Regions from separate parts of the Mus musculus genome. Here region 1 is linked to region 2. A link is a contact called in public Micro-C data. All regions are on one chromosome and are shown on one strand. The core of a region is the stretch at or near the end of the contact, and the rest is flanking DNA. Distances in the headings are between cores, read along the strand shown. Region 1 holds the start of Ubtf (upstream binding transcription factor, RNA polymerase I). Region 2 holds the start of Cavin1 (caveolae associated 1).

Region 1 (3,818 bases), core at 1,178-3,677, 1.3 Mb before region 2:
ACTGCCATGGCAGCTCACAACTGTCTGTAGCTCCATCCTAACACAAATGTATATGCAGGCAGAACACCAATGTACATAAAATTAAAAATCTACTTTACCCTTTTCAAAACACATCAATAGCCCTTTAAAAGCTCTGCTTTTTTAGTGTGGTGGGAGAGGGCTTGATCCAACACCAAATGTTTTGTATTCCAGAGGCAGATCTAGGTATGTGGCGGTGGGGGGAATGGAGAGAAAACGGACAGAGGGAAGAGAGGAAGGGAGTAAAAGCAAGCGAAGGGGATAGACTCTTTAATAAAAAATAAAATATTAAAATCTCAGCAATTGGGAGGCAGAGGCAGGCAGATCTCGGGTTAAGTGCGAGGCTGGCCTGGTAAACAGAGCTAGCTCTAGGAGAGCCAAGGCTACACAGAAAAACCCTGTCTCAAAAATCCAAACGAAACAAACAAAATAATTTAAGAACAGACTCTTCAGTAGGTCATCCAAGGAAGAGGCCTTGAAGGCTACCCTTCTTTATCACGGCCAATCTGCCTCTCCTACACGCGGTGCTTCTAAGCTGAGCACAGCAGATCTGTTCCTGCAACGTGGCAGAGTGGGATGTGGAAATCCTGGGAAAGAAATCTCATTTTCCCCAGGAGACAAGAGGAATTACACCAGCAACGAAACTGTGGATGGAGAAGGCAGTGTGCCAAGAAATGGTCCAAAGAGACTGTGCGACCCAGCTGGCTGAGATGTGAGCAACAGCAGTGTTATTGTGGCAGCCCGAGGAGCCAGGAGCCATGGCGTGTCCCGGGGAGTGATGACACAAACCAAGCGTGGGCCGACCTGGTGGAAACCAGCGTCCTTCACATTGCCTTCTGCCTCCCTACAACTAATCCTGATATCCCTTCAGCCCACTAGCAGGGGAGGTAAAGACCACTAGAACCGATGGCAGTGGGAGGTTAAAAAGCGGCACACGCCCAGGCCTTTTCTCCCCAGACTTGCTGGATGGTGGAATACGGGAGGTTAGATCTGTGGTTGCCGGGCTGCTCAAATCCTGCCTTAAACCGGGGTGCGGAGCTCTCTTGTGGGCTCCCCGTCGTCGCCGGGGTGGGGGGACAGCGCCCGCGGCCTGCTTTCTCAGGGCTGGCCAAGCCTTTTTGACAAGCTGATTGCGAGAAGGGGATTGGCTGATCCAGGCGTGACGCCGGTAACAACAAAGGTGGAGTTGGAAGAAATTAGATTAAAGGAAAGGAGGAGAAAAAAAAAAAATTAAAGGGGGAGCTTGCAGGCAACTGGAAGCAGAGACCGAGGGGGAGACGCACGAAGCTCCGTTCCCGGTTCCGACTTCCCCCTTCCAGCTCTTTCGCACAAACGCGCTGGGATTTTGCTCTAAACCCCTACCCCGGTCGCGGCCTAGTTACTGAAGCCCAGGGTAAAGGGATGGCCGTTCCGCTGCTTCTTGAAAAACCTCCCCAACTCCCACTGACACCCTACTACGACACAGGGGTGAACTTTTTGTTCTTAACTCCTCGGATCATACGGCCGGTGAAGATGGGGGACATCGAGAACAACCCAAGACTGGCTCTGAAATCCGGAAGGCCCTCGCCGGGCACCGAGACCCAAACGAGGCGGGGTACTTCCCGGGTATTTTCATACGTTGCAAACCTAGGAGGCTTTTTTTTTTCCCTTTTTCTTTTTTGTAACATTCCCCTTCGCCCCCATCCCGCTTTAGCTTCAGGGTTGCAAAAGCAAAGCAATAAAAAAAAAAAAAAAAAGAGAGAGAGAGAAAACCTGCGCACACAGACACACACCAGTGGCGACAGGGGAGAGTTGGAAAAACGCAGGAGAGGAGGAGGCAGGAGACAGCAAGGATGGAGCAATGGGAGAGGGAGCAGGCAGGATCCCTCACAGATCCCCCTCCGGCCTCAAGCTGCCTTGCCCGCCCCGACAGGAGAGCGAGGAGTCGGGCAAGCAGATGGAGTGGAGCTCGCTCTAGGCAGCTGGCTTGGCCGGAGACTGGAGGAGCCGCCAAGCGACCGGCTGATTGGAAGAGAAACGCAGAGCGATGGAGGCGGGGGTAGGAGGACGATTTCTCTGCGGGGACTGGCGGCGGCGTACACGCCCGGGTCGGGCGCTGCAGAGCTTGGCTAGCTTTCAACCCGCGCTCGGCGGCTCCAGCCCCGCGCACCCCCGCCCCCAGCCCTGCCGGAGGCCCCGCAGGTGAGTGGGAGCTGGGAGCCAAAAAAGAGCTAAATGTCGAAAAACATCTGCCTTGGAAAAAAAAAAAAAAGCAAAAAACATTTTTTTTTTTTTTTTTTACTATTCCTTTTTTTAAAATTTCGTGCAGCCCCCGAGCGGTGGGAGGGAAGGGGTGAGGCTGAGCCGCCCGGAGGAGGCGGAGGGGCCAGGCGAGGCCGGGGCGGCCCGGGAGGCGGCGGCGCCAAGGCGGCTCTGACGGGCGAGCGCTCGGAGCGGCGCTGCGCTGCGCTGCGCCGAGGCGGGCGGGCGGGCGGGCGGAGCGGGGCGGGCGGAGCGCGGCGCGTGGGGCTCGCCATTAGCCGTCGCTCCGCTTCGCCATCTCGGGCTTTGTCTGGAGACTCGCTGCCCGGGCGCCGGCAGCTGCGGAGCTGCGGCTCGGCTCTTCCGCTTGCCGTGCTGCCTGGCGCCCCCGGCCCTCACTAGCACCCACTTGCTCGGTAAGTAAGCCTCGGTGCCGCGGATTTCGGGGGAAAGGGGTTGCTCTCTGGCGGCGCCAATCTCCGTCCTCCACGCGCCCGGGAAGGCCTGGATAGCCATGCCGGGCTGGATTGAACCGGCTCCCAGAGTGACTCTTCCGCTGGGGTCGGCAGCTCCTGGCCGATTCCCGGGTGTGAGGAGGGACGGGAGAGGTTTTTGTTGTTTAGGGGACTAAGAATATATATTTTAAGTTTCACGGGTGTTCTGCGGAGCATAAGGGAACCGAGAGGTAGGCGCCGAAACCTCGCACCGCGATCCGGGAGCGTGAGTCCCAAGCCGGTAGCCACGCTCCGGGGACCAGGGTGGTCGCTAGCCCGCTCCCGGAGGCGGGAGAGAGGAGCAGATGAGGACTAGGCCGGGAAACCGAGCTTAAGCTGGGAGAGCCTGGAAGAGAGCTCCAGAGCAGGGTTGCCGGCACCCGCGAGGCTCGCCGGCCACCCTCTCCACCGCCGCACCTCGGCCCTCCCTTCCTCCCGCGCCGGCCAAGCCTGCTAGTTCCCCCGCGGGGCTGGCGAGGTCGCTTTAGCCGCCCGCTTGCTCGCCCGCCTCGGCTCGCAGCCCCGCCGCCATCCGGGCGGCTGCGTGTCTTCCCTGTCCCGGCCCCCCCCTTCCCCGGCGGCAGCAACAGCAGCAGCCGCCGCCGCCACTACCACCACCCCCCTCCCCTCCTTCCTTGCCTCCGCCTCGGCCGCCCGGGTCCCCCCAGCGCCCGCCCCTCCTCCCAGCTGCCCCCCGCGGAGCCCGCCCGGGCAGGCTGTGGGAGGGAGCGGAGCCGGCGAGGCGGGCGGGCTGGCGCTCGCTCCCCGGGGGTCGGTGTGCGCTCTACGGGGAAGGACGCGCTCGCTGCCCCGCTTCTCCCGCCCCCCCTCCCGCTCCTCCTCCTCCCTTCTCCCTCCTCCCCGCTCCGGCGGCGGAGGCTGCTGCGGCGGCGGGGGGTGTGCGAGCTGAGGCCGGGGCCGGCGGGCGGGCGGGCGGGCTGCCTGCAGGCGGAGGGCGCTGTGCTTTGTGCTTTTCGCCGCGAGGAGCAGCAGGCAGCAGCCACAGCCGCCGCCGCCACAGCAGCAGCAGCAGCCGCCGCCCCAGCGCCGCCGCCGCGCCCGGAG
Region 2 (3,461 bases), core at 74-2,573:
GCTGTTTTATTCAGAGGTCCCTAAAGTTCTATACCCTATATGGCAATCTGCTCCACACGTTGGTGAATTGATTGATTAGATCGACGACCCTCGAGTCTCCACAGAGCAGCGTTTAACTTAAGGAGGGTGGGCACCAGACTAGAAGTGACCTTTTGCCGAGAACCCATCCAGGCGGGGAACCCCAAGCCTGGTTTCCTAATCAGGGAAAAGGTTTTCAGTATCTCTGTGGGAAAGGGAATTGGGGTGGCTCCAGGGATTGCTGAGGGCCTGTGTCTAGAGACACAGGGCAGCCTGTGTCTCTAGACGTCTGTGCTAAGGACTTTTCTGCGCCTGCTCAGAACTGCCAGCTCCTTGGTGTTCAGCACCATGAAGAAAACTGTTCGCTTCCCCATTCGGTAGTACCGCTATAGTTGCCCCAATTCCTGCCCCAGGGAAAGGTACTGAGTACCGGTGGAGTTCAGAGACCTGGAGCTAAGAACAGATGGCAACAGTAACCTGGAGTGAACCCTGGAGAGCCACCTGCCTCCTCTTGGCCTTCTTTTCTCTGCTAGGTAAAGAGATGGGGTTCCGTGATCTCCCTGAATGCTCACCTAATATCCGAGAACCCAAGGGAAGAACGAGTCCGACGCTCACATTCTTAGAATTAGCTAGATATCTGCTGGAGGGGGCCCTGGGAGAAGTGACCAAAAGCTTTTACTTTATAATTTACTTCTCGCCTTAATCATGCCCTGTCCTTACAATTCTAAGAGAAACCTAGAGGCCCTTTCTAGGCCGTCACCCTTTCTGTCATTTCATCTCTTCCCTCTCTCTCACTAACAACCCCACAAGATTTGGGGGACAGTGGTAACTCAGTGTATAGATAGACGATGGGGGCAGACCCCCAAATCTTTGAAAAAGATTGTATAGGGCAAGGATCCTCCAAGGACATGAGGCATAGACACAAACTACTCGTTTACACCCAATTCACGCGCCATTTGGACCTCAGCTTGATCTTAAAAGGCTGGAGTGGGTTTGTGGGTGAGGAAAGAGAAAGAGTAGAGCACACTCCGAAGACCTAATTCCTTTCCGCAGCTCACATTCCTCTGCCCCAGTCCCGCTGCCGCAGCCTCCACTGCCAAGGGGGGCCCTAGACTCCCGCTCCAACTATTCCAACCATCCTGAACAGGGTGGGGCGCCCAGCTCTTGGGTTCCCCTCTGCTGCCCCTCCGGGGTTGGTCTCCCCTCCTGCCCCGGTTCCTCCCTTTCTGGGGTGGGGCCAGCCAATGGCCGACGGGACTCCGGGTTTGGTCTAGGAGCCGGGCAACTCGCAGATTCCCCGCCCCACAGTTCTGGCTAGAGTCCCGGTGCGCACGGACGTGGCTCGAGTTTCCTCCGCTCTGGGCTCCTGCTCGCTGTCCAGTCTCTCGCTCCTCCTTCTCTCCCGGTCTCCCGCTCCAGTTCCACCCGGTCGGCCCCGCACGGCTCCGGGAAGCCATGGAGGATGTCACGCTCCATATCGTTGAGCGGCCGTATTCCGGATTTCCCGATGCTTCCTCAGAGGGCCCGGAGCCCACCCAAGGGGAGGCGCGGGCCACGGAGGAGCCGTCGGGGACCGGCTCCGACGAGCTGATCAAGTCGGACCAGGTGAACGGTGTGCTGGTGCTGAGCCTTCTGGATAAAATCATCGGCGCCGTTGACCAGATCCAGCTGACCCAAGCCCAGCTGGAGGAGCGACAGGCGGAGATGGAGGGCGCTGTGCAGAGCATCCAGGGAGAGCTGAGCAAGCTGGGCAAGGCGCACGCCACCACGAGCAACACCGTGAGCAAGTTGCTGGAGAAGGTGCGCAAGGTCAGCGTCAACGTGAAGACCGTGCGCGGCAGCCTGGAGCGCCAGGCCGGCCAGATAAAGAAACTGGAGGTCAACGAGGCGGAGCTGCTGAGGCGCCGCAACTTCAAAGTCATGATCTACCAGGTGAGCCCGCGGGGCGGACCGCGCCCAGAGCTGGGGTCCCGGCCTGGGATCCGGGTGGGGACACCCGGCCGAGGCTCGTCTCTCCGCCAGCCCGGCCTGGTGAGAGCGGTCAGGAGCTCCTCCCCCCTTCCTGTGAACCCAGTTGGAGTGGGGTTTAGGGAGTGGCAAACTCTTGGGGCTCACAGAGGGGCGCACCCTGCGCCTTCCTCTCCAGGCTCCTCCCCACGGTCTCTAACTCCTATCGGAAAAGTTAGCGGGCTAGACTTGGGAACGCTGAATGCTCCCAGCTTGTCTCTGTCAAACGCCTTTCCACTTGGAGGAAGTTTTTTTTTTGGTGGGGCGGAGAGAGGGAAAAGGGAGGGAATGCCCGAGGTCTCTGGTGGTCTCTGTATGCCCCTCTGTAAGCAGACACTAAAGGTGGGGCCCGGGACCTGGGGCCTCCGGCGCTGCGGGCCCGATATAGCGGGTGATTCAGGGCTCAGGCACGCAGTGGCGGGGGCGCCATGCAAGGGACACGATCGTCAGCCCCCCACACCCTATCCCCGCGCCCCCGCACCAACCTCGGCTACCCACGCATGTCCCTAGGCCGCGATCTGCCCCTGGCCTCCAGGCACTTTCAGTTCCCAAGGGTCTTGCAGTGCGCGGGCGCCCTTGGCGCCTGCTGGGAGCGGGTGGGGCAGGTAGGGTGGGCGTTAGGAGTGTAAGTGGGGCGGGTGGAGGTGGCGGTCTGGGCGCAGTGAATCACCCCACCCCCGCATGATTGCGGGGGCCATGTCCCGAGCTGTGAAGGTGCTGGTGGGTGGAGGCTGCCGCACTCCACGGGCTCCACCCGTTGCATTCTTTGCACCTTTCTGGGTTCCTCCAGCCTGGATATAACTGTGATATCTTAACCCCTAAAGCATCTGAGAGTCAGTGCAGTGCAGATTTGTCCCTGCGCTCCCCATCCCTGACCCCCTTGAGAGTAAGGCTGAGCTGAGTGTGGACTTAGTGCTCTTTCCCTGGGAGGGAATGTGCTGAGCTCTGCGTCCTCCTGCTTGGGCCTAGTTGATGCTTCTACTCCTAATAGGAGTGATGGTTGTAGGGTTAGTTTATGCTCCTGAAGGGAATGGAAACGTGCTCTACCTTCAAAGATCTTTGTAAAGGGGCTGTGATCACCAAGCTCAGAGACTTTCTTGATTAAGATGCCCCAGAGTAACCATGTGATGTGAGATGAGGACCTTCGCTTAGTTTCCCTAAGAGTAACCATGAGCGATGCAGATGGGACAGTGTCTGGGGAAGAATGGAGCAGACCATATTCTTGGAATCCTTGGTGGTAGGCCAGAGGCAGAGCAGGCCTGCTCCCAGCTCCTGCCTCTACATACTGCTGGGGTACTCTCTCAAGGGGCCTGCAAAAAGCTTTGCCCGGCTGGTGTTTACCCGGGGCCCCAATCATTTCAGAGGCCAAAGCAACCTGGGACATATAACACAACCCAGTCTAAAACAAACAAAAAAAGCTTTGCGTCTCCCATTTA

What was found. Hi-C and Micro-C count contacts between places; a contact is called where the count stands out from the background.
Region 1: a Micro-C map of the HL-1 cell line shows a contact between it and region 2, with 12 times the contacts expected there. The contact joins the promoter of Ubtf here to the promoter of Cavin1 in region 2.

What each region holds. Positions count from the first base shown.
Region 1 is chr11:102,317,705-102,321,522 of GRCm38.p6, reverse strand. Ubtf (upstream binding transcription factor, RNA polymerase I) reads left to right here and starts at 2,427. Exons shown (of 21, transcript NM_011551.7): 1 at 2,427-2,675.
Region 2 is chr11:100,968,479-100,971,939 of GRCm38.p6, reverse strand. It overlaps Cavin1 (caveolae associated 1), which reads left to right and starts at 1,323. Exons shown (of 2, transcript NM_008986.2): 1 at 1,323-1,950. The coding sequence starts at 1,474.